Regions from separate parts of the Sus scrofa genome. Here region 1 is linked to region 2. The links are chromatin contacts, called in public Hi-C maps. All regions are on one chromosome and are shown on one strand. Each heading gives the region's core, a stretch centred on a gene start, on an enhancer-like site or on the middle of the called end of the contact. The rest is flanking DNA. Distances are from core to core; before and after follow the strand shown.

Evidence for each region. A called contact is a pair of places that touch in the nucleus more often than the background predicts.
Region 1: a contact with region 2 is called in a Hi-C map of liver, with 1.5 times the contacts expected there. The contact joins two enhancer-like sites. A contact is called at or near these places in 3 of 47 Hi-C or Micro-C datasets (liver, retroperitoneal adipose tissue and skeletal muscle).

The regions. Positions count from the first base shown.
Region 1 is chr14:123,509,594-123,514,649 of Sscrofa11.1, reverse strand. All of the region lies in intron 6 of TCF7L2 (transcription factor 7-like 2), which reads right to left. Among named protein-coding and RNA genes, the nearest start is that of TCF7L2, 170 kb to the right of the region's middle. Within about 2 kb of position 2,734, at least 10 of the 83 cell types and tissues checked have an H3K27ac peak or open chromatin away from gene starts, as enhancers often do. A contact at or near this core is called in liver, where this site is marked.
Region 2 is chr14:123,136,485-123,141,091 of Sscrofa11.1, reverse strand. All of the region lies in intron 9 of VTI1A (vesicle transport through interaction with t-SNAREs homolog 1A), which reads right to left. Among named protein-coding and RNA genes, the nearest start is that of TCF7L2, 200 kb to the left of the region's middle. Within about 2 kb of position 2,526, at least 7 of the 83 cell types and tissues checked have an H3K27ac peak or open chromatin away from gene starts, as enhancers often do. A contact at or near this core is called in liver, where this site is marked.

The DNA.
Region 1 (5,056 bases), core at 1,485-3,984, 370 kb before region 2:
AGTTAGAGCTTCTCCCACTCTCCGGAGCCTGACACTCAAGAGCCCCGCTTATTTGTTTGTGAATTATCAATGGCTGACTTCTTTCCCCTCCTCCCTTCTTTCTCTGGAATACAATCCATTTAGACAGCAAGAAGAGGGAGAGAGAAGACTCTCCCAGCCGTCTGTGAAATTCTGCAGACTCATAATTCCCCGTGTACTCACACAGGCATTAAAATTCTTCATGCAGGGAAATGACTGAACAGGGCAGGCAGGGAGAGAATAAACGTGCAGCCAATTTTCATCCAAATTCTCACACACACATGGAAATACATACCGCTAACGCAAACCATCCTAAGCCCTTGGCCTTTTTGGGGTGTTTTTTTGGTTTGGGTCCCCCCCCTTTATAATATAACAACCCAGATAGTAACACATGAAACAGACTGTCAAGCATTAAGGGTCTATGGGGCCAAATTCAGTTCTTCTTAATGTTTCTATTCCATTTCCCAAAAGGAGGAGGGGGGAGTGGGAGCAGGAGCTGAAGGTGTCAGGGTGGGGAGTGGGCACACGGAAGGGTCGGTCTAAACCTTGAACATAAAGAGGGGCTCCAGCAGCCTGGGCGTTGTGAACATCGCAGCCAAGGCCCGACCCAGCGAAGCTGTGTTTTCACAGGCTTTTGAACAATTACTTCCAGTTAAGTTCATTAAACATAATTTATTTCCACTCATTCTCATTTATTTTCCAATAAAAAGAAAGCATCCCATTGTGTTTTAACCTTTAAAGCACTTGTGAGCTTAAGACTCGGCCCGCCCGGTCCAGGCTCACCCCACCAGCAAGTTCCCAGGGCTTCCTTCCTGTGTGCCTCCCTCCAGGGGCAGGTCACAGCTCCCGGAGGGGCGGGGGTGGCAGCGCAGGGGGTCCTCTCACTGTCCTAATCCTCCGCCAGGTCTCAGAGTCGTCATTTCCCAGGAATTTGCAACCTCCACGCTCCCGCAAGATGGTTTTCTACTACTTGGGTATTAAATGATTAGCGTTCGCATAATCAATCTTGTTAAGTGTCTGAGTTCGGGGGAATGTCTGGCAATTGGGTAAGAGGGTACAGCTGTTTCATTTTCAAAAGAAAGCCAGAAAAACTAACCTATTCCAAATGAAGAAACCCAAAAGCACAAATTCAAAACAACTTTAAATAAAAAAAAAAATAATAATGATTTCCAGACCATCTCCCCCCAAAACACCACCACCCCAAATCTAAGGATTCCTAAATATAATGGAAAGGAAATCGCCAATTTTGATTTAGAATCAATGTTAAGTACATAATGGTTATTACATCCTGGGGATTTCAAGAAAGAAGCAGTGAACAAAATCTGATACCACCTTTCTAATTTAGTTACAACGAGCAGCTGCATAAAAATGACTTTGGTATTTCTTAACAACTCTTGTGCCTAACTTTCAAATCGAGACGGTATTTGAAAACCATGCCTGTTCCGGAAGTCTATAAGAGCTCGAGAAAGGTCCCTTCAGAGAGCAGGTAAATTTCTCTCTAGCAACAGAGAAACTGAGAAGAGGGACAAACGTTTTCCTGAAACCCTACGGATGCAGGATGCAATCGGCCAAACCCCGGACTCAGCAGGAAGTCGGCCAAGGCAGACTCAACGGAAGAAGCCCCATGGTTCTGCACGATTGTGCCCTGTTAGTGTCCCAAACATGGGCATTCTTTAACGGGCATCTGTAGCCTCCATAAAGGATACACGTAAAAGGACCTAAGACAGGGTGAGAAGGAAACACCACCACTGTCCCTTCTGATGGAAGCGGATGAACGTTTAAGGCAATGAGGGAAGGACCCAGGCAAAGTTCACTTCAAAACAAAACAAAACAAAAGAAACCCTTCAAGTGTGTGCAAAAGTATGTCATCTGGAGGGCAGGTCAGGATTTCATCACATTCCAAAATATTGCAGAAGGAAAGAATGCCATTACATAGCTCAGCAAGGCCCCCCAGCATCCCCGGAGCACAAAGGGGCGGTTTCCCTAAAAATCTAAGGTTGCAGGCTCTGTTGCGTCCAGAAAATGCAGAGGCAGCAGCCTGTTGTGACAATACAAAGATCATAATATCTGTATCATCGGAGTTGGGAAATTACCCTTTCAAAGGAACTCCCTTCCCCTAAACCATCAAGAATGGAGGTTTAACCCGGCCCCCGGAGCAGCGGGGCTGCAGTGAAGTAACCCAAGTAATATGAGTAAACAAAAGGTCTGGAACCTTTCAGGAATCTGGAAGTGAGAGGCTGTGCTGGGTGGGAAACTGGAGGCAACACACTTTATGCAGTTACAGCGCCTGCCTGCACGCCCTTCCCCACAATTCCTGACAGTTTACAATCATACCTCAACTAGGAAGTTGCACAGAACCAGAAAAGACATACACAGCTGTCATTCCTTCCTGCCCAGCTAGAGAACCATCTCTCCTCCCGCGTTTCTAGTCACAACATAGGATTTTAACACATGATTTTGAAAACGCAAGGACTCACAGACGGTAGTACAGTTCATGCCTTCCTCCCCCAAATATCAATATGACCATTGAACAGCTGATTGACCATTGCAAAGGTTTCTGTTTGGCCATTCAACAACCAAAAAACGATTAAAAAAAAAAAGTAATAATAAAGACAATGAAGGAATCGTCTCCAAATTCTAAGAGCACACCCTTAGAACTTATGGCAAAGGAGCTGATGCAAGAGTTGATTGATCAGAGCACAGGTGAACAGTGTAAAGTACTCTGAGCCCCAAATTGGTATTTGCAAAAAGGCTGTCTCCCTAATCATTAACAGCACAGTAGGCTGTCATCCGTCTCTCAGGTTTCCAAAGCACATTTTATATTATGTTTCGAAAACACAAACGCCACAAGCAAGACTGGAGCCCTAAAAGGCCGGCAACATCTACATTTGGAGATTGAAAATAAATACAACTAAAGACAGAGCAACAGAAAGTTAGTATTAAATATGAAACCAAAATACACAGTTTACACAAGCCCTGCTACTGGAAAAGCCTGATTGCTCAAAAATGTTTCAAGCTTCCAAAGTATGTGTCTCTATCTAGAAGGGAATGTCATTTCTCCTTCTCTTTCTTCCAGTGGAGCCCACCTTCGTGGGTGAAGGGGAAGAAAATGATTTGTTAGGAAAAAAATCCCAAATCCCACCACCCTTTGCCAGAGTCCAGCTCTCTGGCACTTGGGGAGCCGGGTCTGCATTGCCATAGAACCATAAGGATTGTGATAAAAGTCCAGCTTTCTGTCCTCTCCATCTTCTTTTTTTTTTTTTAACCCTTTCTTCCCCCCTTCCCCCAAAACCTGCTATAAAAAGCACACCGCGAAAGGGCACAGCTTGAGGTGACCATTTACGCTTGTTTTGTTTTTCCTTCCCACTAGATGAATCAAATAAAAAAAAAAAAAAAAAAAAGCACAAAGGTTTAATGGCCAAGACCATAAGCAAGGACGTGAACGTGGGCACGCGAGCGCACGCGCGCGCACACACACACACACACACTCGCGCGCGCACACACACACACACCCCACTACTCACCCAGCAATTCAAATTGAGGTGCCAACCGCCCAACTGCTGGAAGAGAGTGAGCCCGGAGGCCACCGTGCCTCCCTTCCCACTCAAATCTTCCATTCCCACTAAGATGGTATCCCTAGGGTACATAATAGCTTTGGTTTTCTTTCTCTCCACCTCAAAAAAAAAAAAAAAAAAACTTTCTCTGTACCTTCAAGATGGGACTGGGCCAGCTTTTTCTCTCCTCCCTTATTGCTTTTCTCACTTTTCTTCTTCCTCCCAGCTTCCCCTCCCTTTATTCCTCTCACTCACAGAGCAGGAAAAAAGCATCTTAAAAGGTGGACATGGCTCCCAGGTCTGCCCGGGCAGACTCAGAATGCTCCAGGTTCTCACTCACAACGCCTGCTGTTAATCTTGTGAAGTCTTCCCTTTCCACACACATCCCTCCGAAAGCAAAAGCAAAAAACGAAATGAAGAGGAGAAAACAAAAGCAAAAAGAGGCCAAGTAATCTAGTTCAACTGGTCGTGGATTAAATTTTTAAAAAATTAATTAAAAGAAACTCCTTCTACTTTCTGCTCTGCACCCCTAGGAAGTGTGTGAAGGAAGGGGACGGCCCTTCTTCCCCAGCCAGTGCAGGGCACCTAAGCAGTCCCCCCCTCAGCCGTTACCTTGGGCAGCAGGGGCAGAGCTGCTAAGAGAAGCTAAGAAATTACGGTCGGCCATGGGGGAAAATGATCAACGGAATGCAGCAGGCAGGCACTTTATCTGCAAGATTGTCAAATCCCTCAAAACAAATTTCTTAGGGAGAGGGCTGCGAAGGGAGAGGGGGAGGGAGGAGGAAAGTGTATTTTCTTGTCACAGTGACACGGGAGTGACACTTGGTAGGGCCTTGCCTGCCACACGTACACGCGCCTCTTTTCCTTCCAGAGGAAGAGACCCTGCCTGAAAGGTTTCCCACTGACCTCTCTGGAAGCAGGAGAACGGCGGCTTCCTGCATTCCCTGGCATTCCAGCAGTCTGAGTGCCAAGTCGCTTTTTGGTTGCTTGGGAGTTTGGTGAGCTTTTCCCCTCAAAAGGGGGCCCGGGGGGGGGGAGGGGGGGGAAAGGGAGAGAAAAGGAGGAAGAAAAGAAAAAAAGGCAACCCCTGAATCCCACCATCCCAACTTACTTTTCCCGGGGCTCTCAGAGGATCAGGGCCCGTGCGTGTGTGAGGGGTGAACTTAACTGGAGTTAAGAGCCTCAGACATCACAGGCCTGAATCAGTCCTCTTTTCCGTGGCGGGGAGGGTGGGAGGGTGCCTGCTCCAGGAGCGGGTTAGAGACACAGCCAAGTTCCAGAGGACCAAACTCACCCGGGACTTGTCCGGTCCCTTCCCACCCCAAGTGTTAAAGCATTTCACCTGCTTCGAAAGCAAATGCCCAACTCTGATTTGCATGCAGGTAAAAGCACACCCCTGCTGCCACAGGGGATCCTGGCCCTGTCTTGCTTGAAGCAACACCAGTGGCAAAGATACGGTTTCTTCTGGCGCAGGACACCTAACA
Region 2 (4,607 bases), core at 1,277-3,776:
AGCCACAACGGGAACTCCAAATTAGCTTTAAAATTTAAGGCTGAGGTCAATGGGGTATATTAGACTGATACATAGAAATGTGGGTAAGAAATACATTAAAGAACCATATTTGTGGACAGTAGAATCTTAAGGACATTAAAAGCTACACTTCTGTATTTGGACTTGGGTTTTTGGAAATCATACTTCTTGTACATAATTAAATTATGACTGCACATAAAGTTTCTTATAAAAAAGAACACACACATACACAGTCATGGTGAAAGTGGAGGTTGGATTGGAAAGGGTCAAGAATTAAGGCAGTGAAGCCAATTCTGAGTCCAGGCTAATGATTTAGATAGACAAGAGAAGATGAGAGCTGGACCTTGGTTTCTTCTTATAATTTGCATTGGGTATTTGTCTCTCTGCTATGAGGCTAATCACATAAAAGTGTCACCTTTGAAATTTGGAAATAATTGAGAATTGGCAATTTCTTATGCTTTAAGTATCTGGAATATAAAAAATTCCCAACAAAAGTGCATTTTCCTGCCATAAGTGTGCCATCTCTCTTTCCTCTCGGGGCAGCTCCCAACATTTCATCTGGATTTCTTCAAGGTGCCGCACACTTGGTCTTATAAACTTCTCCAGAGGTGGAATGGGGGATTCATTTGTATTTGTAAAATCTTAATTCTTAAGCTTGTGGTGGGAAGAAGCATATTCATTATGTTAGGACCTACTTTTTAATTCCACTACTTTTTTTTTTTTTTTGCCATTTCCTGAGCCGCTCCTGCGGCGTATGGAGGTTCCCAGGCTAGGGGTCTAATCGGAGCTGTAGCCACCGGCCTACACCAGAGCCACAGCAACACAGGATCCGAGCCACATCTGCGACCTACACCACAGCTCACGGCAATGCCGGATCCTTAACCCACTGAGCAAGGCCAGGAACCGAACCCACAACCTCATGGTTCCTAGTTGGATTCGTTAACCACTGTGCCACGATGGGAACTCCTTCAGTACTTTTTTAATTTCTGAAATTTTTTATTAAAACATATATAACAGAGTATTAACTCTATTTTTATCGGCTACTCTGTTGAGATAAATTTGAGAGGCAGCAGAAACTTCCAGACTGGTCCATCGTGGTGGGAAATTCATGCGTCTTGGGACTGCCATGCTGAGATGAAAGCCAAACCTCAGAGGATCCTAACTTGCTACAAACAGAGAGGATTGAGTGTGAAAAATCCCTTCCCCAGGCCCCCCGACTCAGGAGTACGCCTGACAGGGCGATGGCCAGCTGGGAAGGAAGTGACCTGGCTCAGAAACATGCAACCAGGATGTTGTTGCTAATGGTTAATGGTTACTGAGTATTGACAGGTTTCAAGGAGAACCCCATGGCAGGACAGATTAGCCCCAGTCCTTTGCCCAAGCACACAGCCAGCCAGAAGGTGGATGGCAATCCTGTTTACAAATACCTATGGATGACTGAACGAAATAATGAAATAAAAGGATTTCGCAGAGAGTCATCTGTGGCAAGTAGGAGACATTTTCAGACTGGCAAGTTTCATCTTATGTAAGAGTTAAAGTAAATGAAGATGATTTATAATGGGTCTGCACACTGTTTCAGAGGAACGTTCATGGACTGATGGTGGGATTGTAAATTTAACCTCTGAGTCCTAATAATGTTCTATTTTCCAGATGAGCTCAAGGCTTGTCATATTCTGGACCTGGAGTGCATAAATGGTATTATCTTTGTATATACAAATAAAAATCAATTCATTTTCCAAATGTTTAACTCATTCAGGAAGACACACACACACACACACACACACACCACACACAAATAGGTTCCAGCTAAATCAACAATGTTAGCAAACCTCTTTTCGCTTATCAAATCAGGATATATTAAGTTCAATAAAGGCGCCTGACTTATAAATCTACAAATAACCAGTTATTTTCCTAAGCAGCATTTTGATTTATCATCTGAAGGCAACATTTCCTGTTCTTTTACAATGGCTTTTTGTAACTTTCCCCTTAAAGAGAAAGAAGCAGTATATCTGTAAATAAAAATATCTCAATAAACTATATTCTCTCAACTATAAAAGGACTATATTTTCTTCCTGGGAATATGATCATAGAATAGAAATGCTGACCGGAAACCCTTTCTCCAGGATATTTTTTGAAGAAGTCCCAGAGGCTGTGTTTTCTGACAGACCTGACATCCTGAAAGGAGATCTGTATAAAACACTAGAGATAAACCCATTGTCATTTACTGCAAGCCATTCAGCAGCCTCTCCTCCTGGAATATTTCAAGCCATTTGTGGAATCCTCCTCTGGAACCCACCAGTCTACTTCACCATACTGGGAGGAGGAAAACTGGAAGGAGGGTTTCTCATGCCCTACAAACACAGCCATATCTCAAAGCCAAGTTCAGGCTCCCCCAACCCATGTTCCCTGGCAACTCTGCTAATCTGACCTGGCTATGAAGGTTAGGAGGCTGGGGTTGCCTATCAGGCTGTTTACTTAACACGTGTCACATCTAAAATAAGGATTGCTTTAGCTGAAAAAGCAAGTCATTTATAAGTGTGCATTTATAAGGGCAAAAGTCAAGGCAACTGTGCAAACCACTTGTCAACTTATTTAGAGGAAATTGTGTAATCAACTTAACATACCAGTTAGCCTTTACCTGCCAGGTCAAGCTCAGAGTTCCTGTATGTCACCACACGGGCCTATTAATCACTCTGCAGGAAATTCCACATTTTTCTTTAGATTAAACTATAGAGAGCTGGAGTGCGAACAAAATCTAGAGAGGATTTCCTATTCGTTTCTTTGTTTCCTAAGACTTGGTTGACATTTCATGATGGAAAAAAAATTTTTTTTTTTAAATTGCTTGCGACAGAATTCAAAATAGGTTCAAAACTTTACATTCCAATATGCATTGCTAAAGGGAGTTTTATCACACAAAGGTAAATCTAGGTATTTGATGGCTGGGTACCAACTTACTGCTTGTAGATTTCAAGTGGAGATAGAAAGCATTGACGCTGTTGAACAAGTAACAGATCTTTCATTCCAGAGGGAAAAAAAGAATATCAGCTACTAAATTTAAAACTATTTCCCCTTCTCTTCATGCTAAAAAAAAAAAAAAATCCAGATAGGTGGTTTTTGAAGACATCCTAATTTGAGGCATGATTCTCTTAAAAAAAAATCACCTTGAAATACCTTACAAAATTTTTACCTGAAAATGTCTTTATTTTGCCTTCATTTTTGACACTTTTATTGAGGCATTACTCATATACCATGCAATTTACCCACTGAAATTATAAAATTCAACAGTTTCTAGTATATTCACCAAGTTGTACAAGCATCATCACAATTAGTTTTAGACAATTTTCATCACTCCAACAAGAAACCCCATACCCATTAGCCGTCACTCTCCATTTCCCTTCAACCCCTCCAGCCCTAGGCAACCACTAATCCACTTTCTGTCTCTACAGATTTGCCTGTCTGGACATTTCATACACATGGATTCATATAATACAGTCTTTTGTGCCTGGCTTCTTTCACATAGCATGTTTCTAAGGTTCATCCAGGTTGTATTGGTACTTTATTCCTTTTTATGGCCAAAGAATATACTGGATTTTACTTATCCATTCATCACAATGGACAGTGGGTTGTTTTTACTTTTTTGTCTCCCATGCATAATGCTGCTCTGAACATTCACGTGCAGGTTTTAATGTGAACGTACATTGTCGATCCTCTTGGACATGTATGCCCAGGACTGGCAACGCCCAACTGCCTGACAAAGTGGCCCACACCATTTTGCTTTGTCATAAGCAGTGTATGAGGGTTGTGATGTTTCCATGTCCTTGTCGACACTTGTTATTGTCCATCTTTTTATTTTAGCCATCCTGCTGGGTGTGAAGTGGTATCTCAATGTGGTTCCAATATTTGAAAGAAAATGTTTACAGGGGATTTCTGTGTTGCTTTCTCCTAGCTAGAACTATGAACACCAACCACTGCACCAACCACGTGCCCTCCTGTGCAGCAGGCAAGAGGGAAGGGAGTGACGGAAACACAAAGCACCCGAGGAGCCAGCTCAGAAACTTGGGATGATCAGGGTCTTATCTTGAATCTACAACGTTCTGAATTCTAGACATTAAAAAATATAAAATGACTAAACCACTTGTAAAGGCCATTCAAAGCCCAAACTTCTTTCATTGCTGTTTGGCATTTTCTTTGCCTGATTTACTTAGGGACAACAAATTTGATCTTAGTTGCAATGTATAATTTTTTAAAAAATGATTAATTTTGCTTCTGAGGAGCCACTTATAGCTATTGTTCTATTTGAGTAGCTTCCACGCTTATGTTTCCCCTTTCTGGGGGCTTGGACCCAGCAACCCAAAAGAGAATCCTTCTTTGTGGACATTCCCACAGTTAACGCCACTCACATCTGGATGGCAGTTCAATAGTCCACTGTTATTCAAACAATTTGTAATCACACATACTGTGTGTCAGCTAACAAGCCGGGGTGTATGGCTTTTCAGTATTCCGTGGCATGCAGCACGCACAATTTACAAATAAAATAAAAATCTACAGCAAAGACAACGGCACATTCTTCATTGAATAGCTGAGCAAAA